Linked DNA regions of Mus musculus: region 1 is linked to region 2. The links are chromatin contacts, called in public HiChIP or PLAC-seq maps. All regions are on one chromosome and are shown on one strand. Each heading gives the region's core, a stretch centred on a gene start, on an enhancer-like site or on the middle of the called end of the contact. The rest is flanking DNA. Distances are from core to core; before and after follow the strand shown.

Region 1 (6,945 bases), core at 181-2,680, 340 kb after region 2:
CTTTCCTGCTTCTACCTCCCAAGTGCCACGCTGGATTATCCCACCCTACCCCCATCCCAGTACCGCCGTTTAAAATGTAAAGCTCCGGGCCTCCTGAATGCCAGACCCATACTACCTGTGACCTCTATCCCTTGTCCTCTCAGCCTTCCTTTCAGGTCCTGTTTCCCTTGCTGCCAATCTATGCTGCAGGAGGACATCATCTGCCAACCTGAGCTAAAATGAAATCAATTCAGTCACGTTTTATTTCCTATCTGATGCAAAGTGCCAGTTCAGGTTAGGAAAACCAAAATGAGTGGAACCAGTCCCTTCTCTAGGACTTGCTACTCAGAATATCATCTCTGGTTGGTTAGCATCGTACAAGGTTAGGAGTCTCTCAGAAAGGTTGCCTTTCACCTTGTCCAGACCTTCTCAATCAATCCATGGCAGCCGGAGCTGACCTCCCATCTTCAGCCTTTGCTATGGAAAACAGGCCTAAGGTCAGATGCTGTGCTCTTTCTGTAGCTTGGAAAAAGCCAGCTCAGCACTATTAGAAACAGGATCGCTCGGACCTTTCATCTTTTCCCAGTCTGTGAGGGCTGGGAAGGAGACCTCAGAGTTGAGATGTGAACTGCATTGAGACTGGAGGTGTAGTTCAGTGGGTAAAGGGTTTGCCTATGCACTCCATAGCGCGTGCACACACACACACACACACATGCACACATGCACACATGCACTCACGCACATGTGGGAACATGAAGTATTCATGGGCACATGGAATATTGAAAGCAGCAGCACCTATACTTCATTACTACAACATGATTAAATTCATGAGTATGGACACGACACCAAACAATATTCATGAACTTAGAGAAACTATTTGGAGTAAGAACTCAATGAAAAAAATATTATACATTTTAAACATAGTTTACAGAATTGAGTAAGGTGGTATACACCTGTAATCCTAGTACTTGGGAGGTAGAGAAAGGAAAATTAGAAATTTGAGGTTGTGATCAGCTATATACTAAGTTCAAGGACAAGCTGAGATCCATGAGACCCAGGCTTGAGATCCATGACACACACACACACACACACACACACACACACACACACACACACACACACACACACAGTGTCAAATCTACTGAACCATCCCTGCAGACATTTTGTATTTACCAAGTGTCTCTGGGTCCACTCTCTGTGAGCCAGCAGCACAAGTGATCCAGCTGTGACAGCCTGTGAAAAGAAAATTGGAAAAAAAAAATAACATCCACAATCGAAGGGACCTCTGCTAAGAGTTCTATCTGTCTCACAGCTTGACAGCTTTATCACAAGCTGGAAGGCAGGGCAAAGGGGGAAATGGATTTACGGCTCTGGTCCCCTCTTCATCTGTGAAAGGAGCTGTGTTGACAGGGAGGAAAAGCAGCCATTAGAGTCATCAGGACATGAGTCACACCAACTTATTTTCCATTCTCTCTGTTGACTTTGCCGTCACTGGCACCACCTCCGCTCCTGTTAGGTCACGACAGTTAAATCTTGGCTTCATAGATCTCGCCCTAGGCTTTGCGTGCTGGTTTGAATGAGAAATGGCCGTGTAGGCTCAAGCATCTGAACACTTGGTTCCAAGTTGGTGGTGATGCTTGGGAAGAGCATGGAATCTTTAGGACCTGGAGCCTTGAGGAGGTTGTATGTTAAAGTGGAGGATAGGCTCTGCTGTGTTGTAGTCTTCCCCACTTCCTGCTTGCTCCCTCTGCTTGCTGCTTCCTGTGTGAAGGTAGAAATATAAAGAACCATCTGCCTCCTTTCCTGCCATCATAGACTTGAACCTTCTGGAGCCATAGCCAGAAAAAAACTCTTGTTTGTTTGTTTTTTGTTTTTTTGTTTTTTGTTTTTCCGAGACAGGGTTTCTCTGTGTAGCCCTGGCTGTCCTGGAACTCACTCTGTAGACCAGGCTGGCCTCGAACTCAGAAACCCGCCTGCCTCTGCCTCCCAAGTGCTGGGATCAAGGGCATGCGCCACCACTGCCCGGCAGAAAAAAACTCTTAAGTTGCTTTTGGTTATGCTATATTTTTTTTTATCACAGCAACAGAAAAGTGTGAGTGTGAGTGTGTGTGTGTGTGTGTGTGTGTGTGTGTGTGTGTGTGTGTGTGGTATGCGTGTTTACATACACCAAAGCATGAATTTTGAAGTCCAGATAAAAAATCAGGGATGAACATAAAATTATATCTATATCCTATCTACATCTATCTATATAATTTTATGTATCTTTAATCTCTCTCTCTCTCTCTCTCTCTCTCTCTCTCTCTCTCTCTCTCTCTGTGTGTGTGTGTGTGTGTGTGTGTGTGTGTGTGTGTGTGTGTGTGTGTGTGGTGTAGGTCAGATAAATTGATAGCATTGGCTGTTTCTTACCATGTGGGGCCTTGGGGACTGAATTCAGACTCAGGCTTAGCTACAAACATCTTTGCTCACTGAGACATGTTTACATCTTTCCAACAAATTTATAAAGCTGCAAACAGGACAAACTGGAATGGAGATCTGTCCTCAAGCCCAGAAATCATTCCTAGCCATGGTCTGATCTTTTGCAGCTTGCTTTTTTTTTTAATTGTTCTGCCTTTAACTACCAATGGGGTGCAGACACACGACCTCAGTTTCCTAAATAATAAAGACAGTCATTAGAATGGCAAGGCATTTAGAGCTCTGGGTGCAGTGCCATCCTCTTGTATGAAGGCATTTTCTCTATAGTTCCCATTCAAAGAAAAATACTCAAAGTGCAGAACAAGAAATGGTTAATGAAAGAGGGAATGGTGTATCCAGAACTTTGCAGTAGATAATGGAAAAAGAATCTCTGAGCTCATCTTGGATTCATCACGAGGTCTGAAGATGGAGCTGTTTGAGGTTATTGAGACTAGAAATCAGTGATCCTCAAACCACAGAATCCTTACCCACCCCCACCCCCCATTCAAAGCACAAATTCTGAGGTCCAGCTAGAGATGGAAGTCAGGAAGAGATGAGCCTAAAATTAGATACTAGGTATAGACTGATTTAAAAATAACAGTTTTTATTTTGACAGAGGACTGAATGTGATGGTCTGCCCAGAATTCATCCGTTAATGTAAGGAAAGAAATCAGAGCCTCACCCATGTGATTTAGTGGGATGCTGTTCGCAAAGCTCCGAGTTTAGGGCATTTACTGTTCTGAAACTTGGATCTAGAGAAACCGGGAGAGGGAAACAGGGAAACACCCTCTCACTTATGGCTCCTGTTGCTGAGCCTGAGATGACAGACTTGTGGCTCTACTATGAAAGTCCTGTGGATAAAAACAGGAGCATCTGCAGTCAAAAGAGGTTCCTGGCTTGATTCTGCAAGAGAAACCTTCCCAAGGGATGCTAAGGAGGCAGAGCCGTGCTAATAGCCCAACAAATGGGAGAATTACGAAGAGCAGAGAAATGGAGTCCGGGGTTGTCTAAGTGTCTAGGTTGACCTGTGGCTGGCCTGTCATCAGTCACAGGAGCTCAGAAGCAGGAGATTGCTGCTGCCCTTTTGCTGGTGAAGTTCTGGAAGATAGCTGACATTATGGGATGCGGAGATTCTAGCTTGCCTTGAGTGTGGTGTTGGCCAGGGTTTCTTTCCTTTTGAAAATTGAAAAGTGCTACAGAGCTGCAGTTTCCTGTTATTTTGGTCCTAGCAGCCAGCTTGGATTTTGCCTTGTTTACACACAGCTCTGAAAAGGCTCTTTCACTGAGCAGTAGCCTGGGATGCTGGCTGCTCCATAACTTGTTAAATTCACCTGGCTGATGGGATGGGGCTGCCGAGCAGAGCACATCTATCCTCCTTGATGCCCGCTGCTCTCTTCTATTTTTAGATAAGGAGCGGGAAAGAATTAAAATGGGAGAGATTTGAAAGTGGAGAAGAGACCTCAAGAGGAAAAGAAAAGGAGGAAAGAGTAGGGCGTCTGGAAAGTGAAGGGCTAGAGAAAACTTATGGTTATGGGAAGGGCGGGGAGGAGAGGTGCCAGGTGGTAGTAGAGAGTGCCCCACCTCCACCCCATGCTATTGGCTTGCTTTCCCGGGAATAGCTAACACTTTCATAGCTTGGTAGTTGTGAGCCCTTTTTCTAGAAGTTTAAACTGCCTAAGTACAGCATGCAGTTCCTGGAAGCAGATGGATGGAAGGAAACAATAGAAATGGAAACTTTAGTGGCATTTATTGTGGCATCAATGAAAAGAGGATATAGCTTAGTCATTTACAAGATCTATGTAGAGTCGAGAGGATCAGAAGTCCAATGTCATCTTTCATTACACAGCAGGTTTGAGGCCAGCCTGGGCTACATGAGACCCTGCATTAGTTTCTTTCTATTTCTGTTATAACATATCCCGATGAAGCAGCTTAAGGGATAAAGGATTTATTTGGGCTTATAATTCCAGGGAGATACTATCCACTGTGGATGAGAAACATAGCAGCAGGCAGAGAAGTCATGAGGCAGGAGCAGCAGGCCGGCCATTCACACTGCATCTCTACTTGTGAAGGAGATAGTGGGCAGCAAATAGGACTGAGCTATATATAAGGCCTCAAAGTCTGTCCTCAGTGACTGGCTTTTTTTAAGACCAGGTTTCACGTCCCATCCCATAACCTTCTCTAATTCCTCCCATTAGCTGAGGACCAAGTGTTCAAACCCATGCGCCTATGAGGGATACTATCTATCAAAACTAGAGTCTCAAGCATGAAGTTAAAGAAACTGTCATGGAGCTACTCTCCTGTTTTTCAAACGAGGCTACGAGGCTGTAAAAGATCAATACAAGCAGCGCATAATAACTGCATGAGCCCTGATTCCAGCGCTCAATGGGATTTGCAATAATGGACACATACAAATGTCTCCACTGAAGAGGCTGAGGAGAGAAGGTTCAGCAGTAAAGAGTGCATGTGTGACTCTCACAGAGGACCTGAGTTCAGTTCCCGGCACCCATGGTCTGAGGCCCTGCCCTCTTCTGGCCTCTGAGATACCCGCAATTGTGATCCTGCCCCTCCCCAACACCGCCCCCTCTCCCTGTCTCCTGCCCTCCCTCCCTCTCTGCCTCTGTCTCTGATGCATACATGTTAAACACAAAACAATAAATTTACCAAATCAAATAAAAATAGACAAGAAAGAGTGTTTGACACAGAAGAAGAGTTTAGTTATTACGTTCAGGAGGAAGACAGATCAAAACTTCAGGACAAATGTGGCCTGGGACAAGTCTGAAGGGTGGCTTTGATTTTCATGGCCATGACAGGTGAGGGCAGGCTCGGCTGAAGACCTGCATCTGCAGAGGTGAGGAAGTTACACTGTGCTTGGGGCCCAGACAAGAGGGATCCCAGACCTGCAGCAGGGTGGTGGTGGTGGTTTGGGGCGGGGACAGGGGAGGTAGGTGGGTCTTGGAAGAGAAAAGCAGAAAATCAGACTCCAAAGCTGTGTTATGCCAGGATGAAGAGGACCTCAAAATCTCGGTCAGTACATATTGGGTTTATCTGGGGACAGCCAAGTGATGCTGGTGGCTTTTGAAAAGGAAGCAGCTAATCTGACTCACAAGAATGTTGACCTGGGGGACAGATGTTGTATGCAAGCTGAACTACAACGGGTACGGTCTTAGGGTCCCTGCAGGACCCTGTTCTTTAGACTTTAAACTCCACCCATGGTAAGCAGTGCATCTTGAATCTTGGTTTAGTCTCAAACCTTTTTGTTTATTTGTTTTTCATTTATTTTTAATTTATTTTGAGACAGGTCTTGTTAGCAGTGATATCAGGGTCAGAGCCCAGACCCTTGCAGCCTTAAGGCATCTCATCAGCTACCTATCCTCACAGTGGGAAGAAGAACTGAGAGGTCCATCCCCCTCTGCCAAGTTCATCTCCAGGGTCTCAGTAGAAGGTTTAGATTTAATCAGAGAGCCAGAGGTAGGCAGGCGTAGGTGAGCAGTCTTGGTCAAGGTGTGTTCCTGCCCATTGTTGTCCCAGCTCCAGACTCCTCTGTCAGGGTGTCTGAGATTCCTGGGGATACTTCAGTTCTTAGAGGTCATTGTTTCAATGGTCTCATGATCAAAAGGAGGGTCACACGGTCTCCATAGAGCATCTGCATTCCTTCTGGGGCAGTTATAACTCATGTGACCCAGGTCAGCCTCCAGCTCAGCCAGGGTGACTTAGACCTTCAGATCCTCCTGCTTCCATCTCCCAGGTACCGAGATTAAGTACCACCAGGCCCAGTTCATGTGGTGATGGAGATCTAACCTACGGTTTCATGCATGATAATTGTTGCTAAGTAACTGAGCTACATTCTGAGTCCCATCCATCTAATATTGTGTCTAATAGATTCAGTACCAGAGCTTTATTATGTGATAAACTCTACTAATCTCTTCTATTGTACTCCGTTCGTTAAAACTGCTGTTAGCTACCCCGTATATTGGTGTTGTTATCTTCGATCGCATAGGTCCTGTACAGTTTGGCCTTCATGCTTGCCGAGATAATAACATCTTAGTAGGGTTGGAGAAGGTACACAGTGAGCAGAAGAGAAAAGTGAGCACTGGGACATGCGTTAGGAAAATCTGAGGACCCATGGCAGGTGATTTAAAGAGGACTGGTTTAGGTCATTACTCCACAGCACAGGCCTAGAGCTGACAGCATGGCATTCTCTAGCACTATCAAAGGTTTTAGTGACAAAGCCTCCACCATGACAGGACCAGCAAACTAAACTAGGCCACCTGTCCTCCAAAGGTGACAGAAAATGACAGTAGAGAGAACTAAGGAAATGTGGCCATGCTGAAAGGAGGAACAAGGAAGAACCCTCCAAGTCACCTTCAGGACCCAACATGACGTTTATCTTTAGGCAGAGGACAAGAGGTCAGGATAGCTAAGCAGTGTGGGACAAGACGCACACCCACTCATGATAGATGCATCGTTGTCTAGATTCAAGTCCATCTGTTGAGATGGTCTCACAAGTTGCCAGAA
Region 2 (7,003 bases), core at 1,575-4,074:
TGAGTAGCAGCCAAGTAGGCCTGACTCTCAACTGGTCTGGGCAGAGGGCAAGCCTACACTCCCTTCTGCTCATGGCTTTCACAATGCTAAAGGTGGAAAAAGCAACATTTCTTCCATATAGACTTCAGTTATAAAAAGGGAGGCAGCCAGTGCTAATGCTCAGATATAAGCTCATTAGTGTGTGACTTTACCTAATCAGCCCATGACTTCTCCAGAGGGGCCTCTCCTGATTGCTGGACAACTGCAGAGAATAATCAAATCATGTTGTAACGAAGTGTATTACATTTCCTTATTTGTGCGTATTTGTGTGCATGCATGCATGTGTGCATGCATTGTGTGCATGCACGTGAGCCCATGTACCACAGTGTATATGTGGATACTAGAGGACAACTTAGCAGACGTTACAGTCTCCTTCCATCAGCCCAGGCTGTCAGGCTTGGTGGAAAACATGTTACCCACCAGCCACCTTTGCTGGATCACAAATCAAATTTAAATGCATTTATCAATCTATTTTTTTCCCTTTCTCCATGCCAAGGGGTATATAATTTCAATGAGTACTGATTTAATAGCTAATGCCGTCAAAGGATGGCTAGAGGTATGAAATAAGAAGCTATTCTTCTTGACCAATTTCTTTATTACATCAGTCAACTTGGAGAAAGAAGACTGTTTTCCCAAATGGCAAACACCTACTTGGACTGTCAACTCTCTCCATATGCTTTTCAGATCTTTGGGTCAATATGAAGTATTCCTACACCACTTGAACAAGCCATTATAAATTAGTTTGAAATGTGGAAACTAAGGCTCAGGGCATCTGCTTAAGACATCTTCACTCATAAATGATCTGGAAAGCTAATGATGGAGGGGAAGGAACCACGGACCACAGCCAACGTACAATGAAAAGACCACTGAGCAAGGTGGTCCCTGCCAGACACTCCAGATTTCCAGAGCAGTCTTTTTCATCCTGATGCCTATACTAAATGCCACAATTTCTACCACATCAAGTAGGCATTTACGTACTCAGCAAAGAAAGTGGACAAGTTACATGAGAAGTGATCACAAATCTGATGTAGGCCTCCACTGAAGCCCCATTATTTCCAAGTGATCCTGCCTGACCCAATTTCTACCCTCTCCATCAACGACTCTCAACCTTTCTAATACAGCGACACATGGTGACTCCCAACCATAAAGTTATTCTCATTGCATAATTTTGATAGTGTTGTGAATCATAATGTAAATATCTGTGTTTTCCAATGGTCTCAGGAGACCCCTGGGAAAGGATCATTCAATACACCCCACAAAAAAGGGGGGTGCAACCGATGGGTTGAGACCCACTGCCCTGGATGTTTTAGGTTATAGAGGTGGAAGCGGTGACTGCAGACGGGGTGAGTTCCCTCTAAAATGTCCTCTCCTGATTACCAGCTTGTAGGTATTCAGAGCCGCCATGGAAACAAGGCACTGGCAAGTCTGTGGGGCACTTTCTATATCCCATTACCTCAGGTAGGAAGACCCACCCTCAGTGTGGCTGGACTCCCAGGCTGCACAGGAGAGCTGGCAGCAGCATCTGCCTCTTCCTTCTTTCTGACTGTGGTTGCGATGTGACAGCGACTCCACTCTCCTGCCTTCCTGCCTCCCCTGCGATGTGACAGCTACTCCACTCTCCTGCCTTCTTGCTTCCCCTGCTATGGCAGACTGTTGCTTTTGTCAAAGACTTTGTCAGAACAAGAAGGAAAATAACGGACACATTTGTTTTCTAAAAGTTGAGTGCTTTTTCTCAAGTTGAGAAGGTCAGGTAAAATTTTTTTCTCAAATCTTTCTCAACTCCATAGTCAACCAAAATTAAAGCAACACACACACACACACACACACACAATATCAAGTACAATGACCAGATCCCAGCTGCTCAGTCCAAGTACTTGTGTCCCTGGGGCAGACTTCCTCACCTAAGGACAGCCCTTTGACCACTGCCTCTCGCTGCCCATAGGTCTACCCTTCTCTAAGACAATCTTCACATGACTGGCACAAGCATCTTATGCAAGTATTTCCTGGATGTATCAGTTTGTCTTTTGAAGGCTTTTGCTCCTCAATATCAACACTCTTTACTGCTATAGTTCAAGATGTGTGACATAGGCTGGAGAGATGGCTCAGCAGTTAAGAACACTGACTGCTCTTCCAAAGGTCCCGAGTTCAAATCCCAGCAACCACATGGTGGCTCACAACTATGTGCAATGAGATCTGCTGCCCTCTTCTGGTTTGTTTGAAGACTGCTAGGGTACTTAGATATAATAATAAATTAATCTTTAAAAAAAACAAAACATGTGCAACACATCTTTAATCATCTACTTTGCCTTGTTCTTTATGTTTCTTATCCCAACAGGCCATCCACAGACCACCATTCACACACAAGTATCAGGCACACTGTACACCAACACTTGCTCAGCAGTGCAGGCAGGTCTCCAGCAAGACAGGCTCTGTCACTGACTTCCAGACTATGGGCAAAGAAAAAGAATCTGGTCTGTCAGAATGGAGAAAATTACAGCCATAACTATACAAACGGGTGCGTTATCCCAGAAACTCCCACCAAAAGCACCAAGAGGTGAAACATTTCCCCAGCTACAGTTATGATTTGCCTTTTTGTTAGCTGCAGTCAATTTATCCCACCTCCCTTCTCTCCTGTGACAGCTTTGTTCAATATGATTTACACAGCAGAAAGTCCATCCTTTGAAAATGTCTGACAGTAGATTTTGCCACAGTCATAGGCTTGACTGCCATCACCACTATGTACTTTCTGATTATCCAAACACACACTGCCACCACCCATGAGGCAAGCAGTTAGTCACTCCTCATGACTCCACCCCCAGCCCCTGGCAATCACTAGGTGTCTGTGGGTTCGCTAACTATAGATGTTTCACATAAACAAGATGACACACTATGCAGCTCTTGTGCCGAGCTTATTTCCAATGAGGACACGATTTTCAATATTTAGCTGGGTGTTTTAATAGAATACTGGTTCATTCTCATGGCTGAGTGGATCTATCAAATTATGGTCACCTATCCATTCACAAGCCATCAGACATGTGGGTTGTTCCCACCTTGAAGTCATTGTGATTGATTGTTATGGACACTTGTGTACATGTGTTTGTACAATCTCTTTCTGCCTACACATCTAAGGATGCTGCTGCTGCTGCTAGGTCATATGGGAGGTACCCCTGTTTGACCACTTGAGACCACTGTCCAGAGTGGGCGGCTTCTCTGACACTACCTTATATAGTATATGATCCCCCCCGCCCCCCATGTTTCATCATCCTTAGTAATTCTTACGTTATCTCTTTTGTCCTGAGGTGTAGCCACCTCAGAGTGTGCAATACATGCCGAATACCTTTTCTAGTCTTTGCTGGCTATGTGTATCTCCACAATGGAGAATGTCTAATGCCTTAGTGTTTTTGTTTGGTTTCATTCATTGGTTGTTTTGCAGTGCTGGATAGGAATTGAGGGCCTTAGCTGTGTACAGCAAATACTCTGCAGACTCTCCAGCATTTGGATAACTCTGACAATGTCTTGCCATGTAGCCTAGGCAGGCCTTGATTTCTCATACATTGGCTTGATTATACATAACACTGGCTCTTACTTTTAGCCGTCTTTGAACTGTCTTGGATATCTTCTGTCTGGAACACATACAAGTTCCATTTGTGAACAGATAGAATTGTCTTTGCTCATTTCACTGTTCAGGCTGTTGTAGCTAAGAATCCGTCTTACACAGTAAGTTCAGGAAAGTCTACTCCCAAAATCTTACAATTTTAGTCTTCACTTTTGCTCCCAATCCATTCTGAGTATATGTTTGTGTAAGATGTGAGGTGAAGGTTCAATGTCATTAATTTTAAAGGTGTGAAGATCTAGTTATCCCAGCTCCAATGGCATCATGACTTTTTCCCTTGGCTGGATTATCTTAGGGTTCCCTTCTTTCTTACATACACACACACACACACACACACACACACACACACACATATATATATATATATACATACATACATATATGTATATGTATATATATATGTATATGTATATATATACACACATATATACATATATATACTTATACTGTTTCAATCTTTGCAAATATAGACCATTCTGATCTTGCTGTTTTCCAAGTATCATATATTCTATTCCTCTACCTGAACCTCTCTCATGTCGTGATATATCACCTAACAGATGAGATGTGTTCCACCATATGCACACCACTGAAGGTACTTACAGAGACTGAGGCAACTACAAAACCACTGCTGTATCCACTCTATAGGACTATCATCATACATGAAGTCTGTCACCGACTAAAACATTATGTGATGTGCATCTTACTAAGCTTCCTCCCCCGTCCCAAATTCTGTTTATACATTCATTAAAAAACCTCTTCTATGCCAGCCAATATCCTATGTGTTAATATAAAAAAAACACATGAGGTAATGATAGCACTTGGGGACATATGAAATGTATTACATTCTATGACAGAGACAGGACAAAGGTCTCTTTTGTATTGAAAGAACAGAATGGCTATTCTGGTTGGCAGTTCTTAAAGGATTACCTCCACCAGGAGGGCCACTGGGCCAGAAAGAGCGGCTGAACTGCTGGACAAACAAGAGCTCTGAGCATTTCAGTCCGCAAAACAATGAGCACAAATACACACCATTAAGAAAAGTTATTATCTAGAAACTAATGTTTACCATGCTGAAATGTGGTTGACAGAGCACCACTCGAAGGTAAGCAAGACTGAGGGACAGTGGCCTCGAGACCTGAGTGATATGCCCACGTGTGCTTCAGCACTGGACATGAAAACAGAACCGACCAGTTACAAGCATTCCTGACAAAACCAATCCTGCTGAAGTGGGATTTCTCTTGGTTTTAAATGTTATGTTTCTTTCTGTGCTGGCCAGTCTTATGCCACCTTGACACGCGAACTAGAGTTATCTGCAAGGAGGAAACCTCAGTTAAGGAAATGCTGCCTCCATAAGACCTAGTTGTAGGGCATTTGCTTAATTAGTGACCATGGGTGAGGGCCCGACCCACGGTGGTGTTATCCTTGGGTTGGTGGTCCTGGGTTCTATAAGAAAGCAGGCTGAGCAAGCCATGAGGAGCAAGCCAGTAAGCAGCACCCCTCCATGGCCTCTGCATCAGCTCCTGCCTCTGGGATCCAGTTCAGCTTGAGTTCGTGTCCTGACTTCTTTCAGTGATCAACACTGACCTGAAAGTATAACTCAGCTAGACCCTTTCCTCCCCAGCTTGTTTTGGGTCATGGTGTTTTACTACAGCAATCGAATCCTGACTAGGTACTTTCTTCCCACAACTTTATGACAACTACGTTTGTTGCTCCTTAGATGTCTTAGTTATGACAAGTTTCCCCAGATGTTTTTTCACTGGGCTCCACCCTTGTTCCCTTGAAGTGTGTACTTTACCCAGCCCAAGAAGACACACATGCATTCTACTGCCTAAGTTCAATGTTTTTTATATTAACAACTTGTTTTTCTCAGACACTTCACCGTGATATTTTGTTAATGATACAACCTATTGCTGAAGGTTAGTAAGTGCTCAGGCTGTCCTGTGCCCTAAAGCCACCTGGAACAGAGCTTCAAGCTGAGGAAATGCTCAATGTCAAAGGTCCTGCCTTTGCTGGTTTAACCTCTCAGCCCTCCAGTTGTCTACCAAACACGGCTAGTCACAAGCTCCTCAGGCCGCTTGCTCCTCTTCCTTTTCCATGCTACAGCCCAAGCACATCTTCATTTGTACTGTGTGCCTCCAGATCTTCTAGCACTTTCTAGCACGACTGTCAGCTGGGAAGGACTGACAGTGCTTCCTTCAATCGTGAGTTTACAGAACCCCTTAACATCTCTACTTTAATTTTAATGAAAGTTTTTCAGAACCAGAAATATTGTAAGGGAGAAAATTCCTTTTTTTTTTCTTCCTTCCCAGGATTCACAATAAATGCTCTGCATTTATGTAACAACAGGGAACCCACCAGCAAGAGAAGGTACACATTTAAGCACAGCTTCTCCCCCATTAGAGTGTCCAACTTTAACTACTATTCCTTAATGGCCCTCAGCATAAAGCACGGTGTTATTTTTGCCGTCATAATGGTGAGAACCATACTGTGTTCAATGGAATGAAACACTTTCTCATACTAGATGAGTGGGGACAGAATAGAAACCTGACATTCCTTGTTCCTCTCCATTAACTGACTAATGACATGAGTGCCATCCAGGACCCCACCTCCCACCCCCCCTTCTCACACCCGTTTTGGCCTCTAGTGATTCTTGTACAAAGACTTGTGTAAAACAAGTCACTTATTTACAACAGCTGGAAAACTGGCCAAAAATCTGGCAACTCAAAAAAACGTTAAGTTGGCTCCCATGAAAATAAGAGTGGAAAAAAGATGAAATTATAGTGTTTGTGGTATGCTTTGCATGGTGAAGAAATAGCTCTGTTTTTCACATCAAAGGAAAATAAATCTTCGTTGGTTCTTGCCTGAGCTTCAACTATTTTCCTAAGTAGGTGTCAATTTTTTTTCTAAAAACAAACAAACAAACAAACAAAACCAAACAGCCCATACCAACTCCCCCCCAAGTATTAATAATGGAAAATTACTGATTTTTAAGTATTTTTAATGTATACCTAGAGGTGCCAAGAAAAAAATTTAAATGAGGGGGGTTATGTAGGATTGTACCTCAGTAGGACCCAAAAAATAGTAACAGTGATTCTCATCTCTGAGTAAAGTTGTGGCTATTTTCCTTTCTGAAGTTTTCTCCCTATTTTCCCAGTGTATATATGATGTTCTTACAGTTGGAGGACACCCAGCAGGTGAGGGAAGAAGAAAGCTGTTTAACTAGTGAGAATCGCTGGGTTAGTAGGACCAGCTGAGCCCTGGGCTCAAAGGATCCCATCCACTAGATCTCAGGAAAGTCTATCCTAACATTTTCTCCTTTAAAGCCTTTTTCTTGAGCTAGGTATGGAAATG

What was found. HiChIP or PLAC-seq counts read pairs in DNA pulled down with a chosen protein or histone mark.
Region 1: a contact with region 2 is called in a FOXA1 HiChIP or PLAC-seq map of pancreatic cancer cells. The contact joins two enhancer-like sites. A contact is called at or near these places in 5 of 39 promoter capture datasets (the 3T3-L1 cell line, the C10 cell line, hippocampal neurons and 2 more), 1 of 484 Hi-C or Micro-C datasets (bone marrow-derived macrophages), 1 of 115 datasets of contacts at active chromatin or transcription factors (pancreatic cancer cells) and 3 of 9 other capture datasets (adipose tissue, liver and macrophages).

What each region holds. Positions count from the first base shown.
Region 1 is chr3:27,885,296-27,892,240 of GRCm38.p6, forward strand. Tmem212 (transmembrane protein 212) reads right to left here. Exons shown (of 4, transcript NM_001164437.1): 2 at 1,153-1,212. Among named protein-coding and RNA genes, the nearest start is that of Tmem212, 7.6 kb to the right of the region's middle. Within about 2 kb of position 1,431, at least 64 of the 459 cell types and tissues checked have an H3K27ac peak or open chromatin away from gene starts, as enhancers often do. A contact at or near this core is called in pancreatic cancer cells, where this site is marked.
Region 2 is chr3:27,548,372-27,555,374 of GRCm38.p6, forward strand. All of the region lies in intron 4 of Fndc3b (fibronectin type III domain containing 3B), which reads right to left. Among named protein-coding and RNA genes, the nearest start is that of Mir3092, 33 kb to the right of the region's middle. Within about 2 kb of position 2,825, at least 9 of the 459 cell types and tissues checked have an H3K27ac peak or open chromatin away from gene starts, as enhancers often do. A contact at or near this core is called in pancreatic cancer cells, where this site is marked.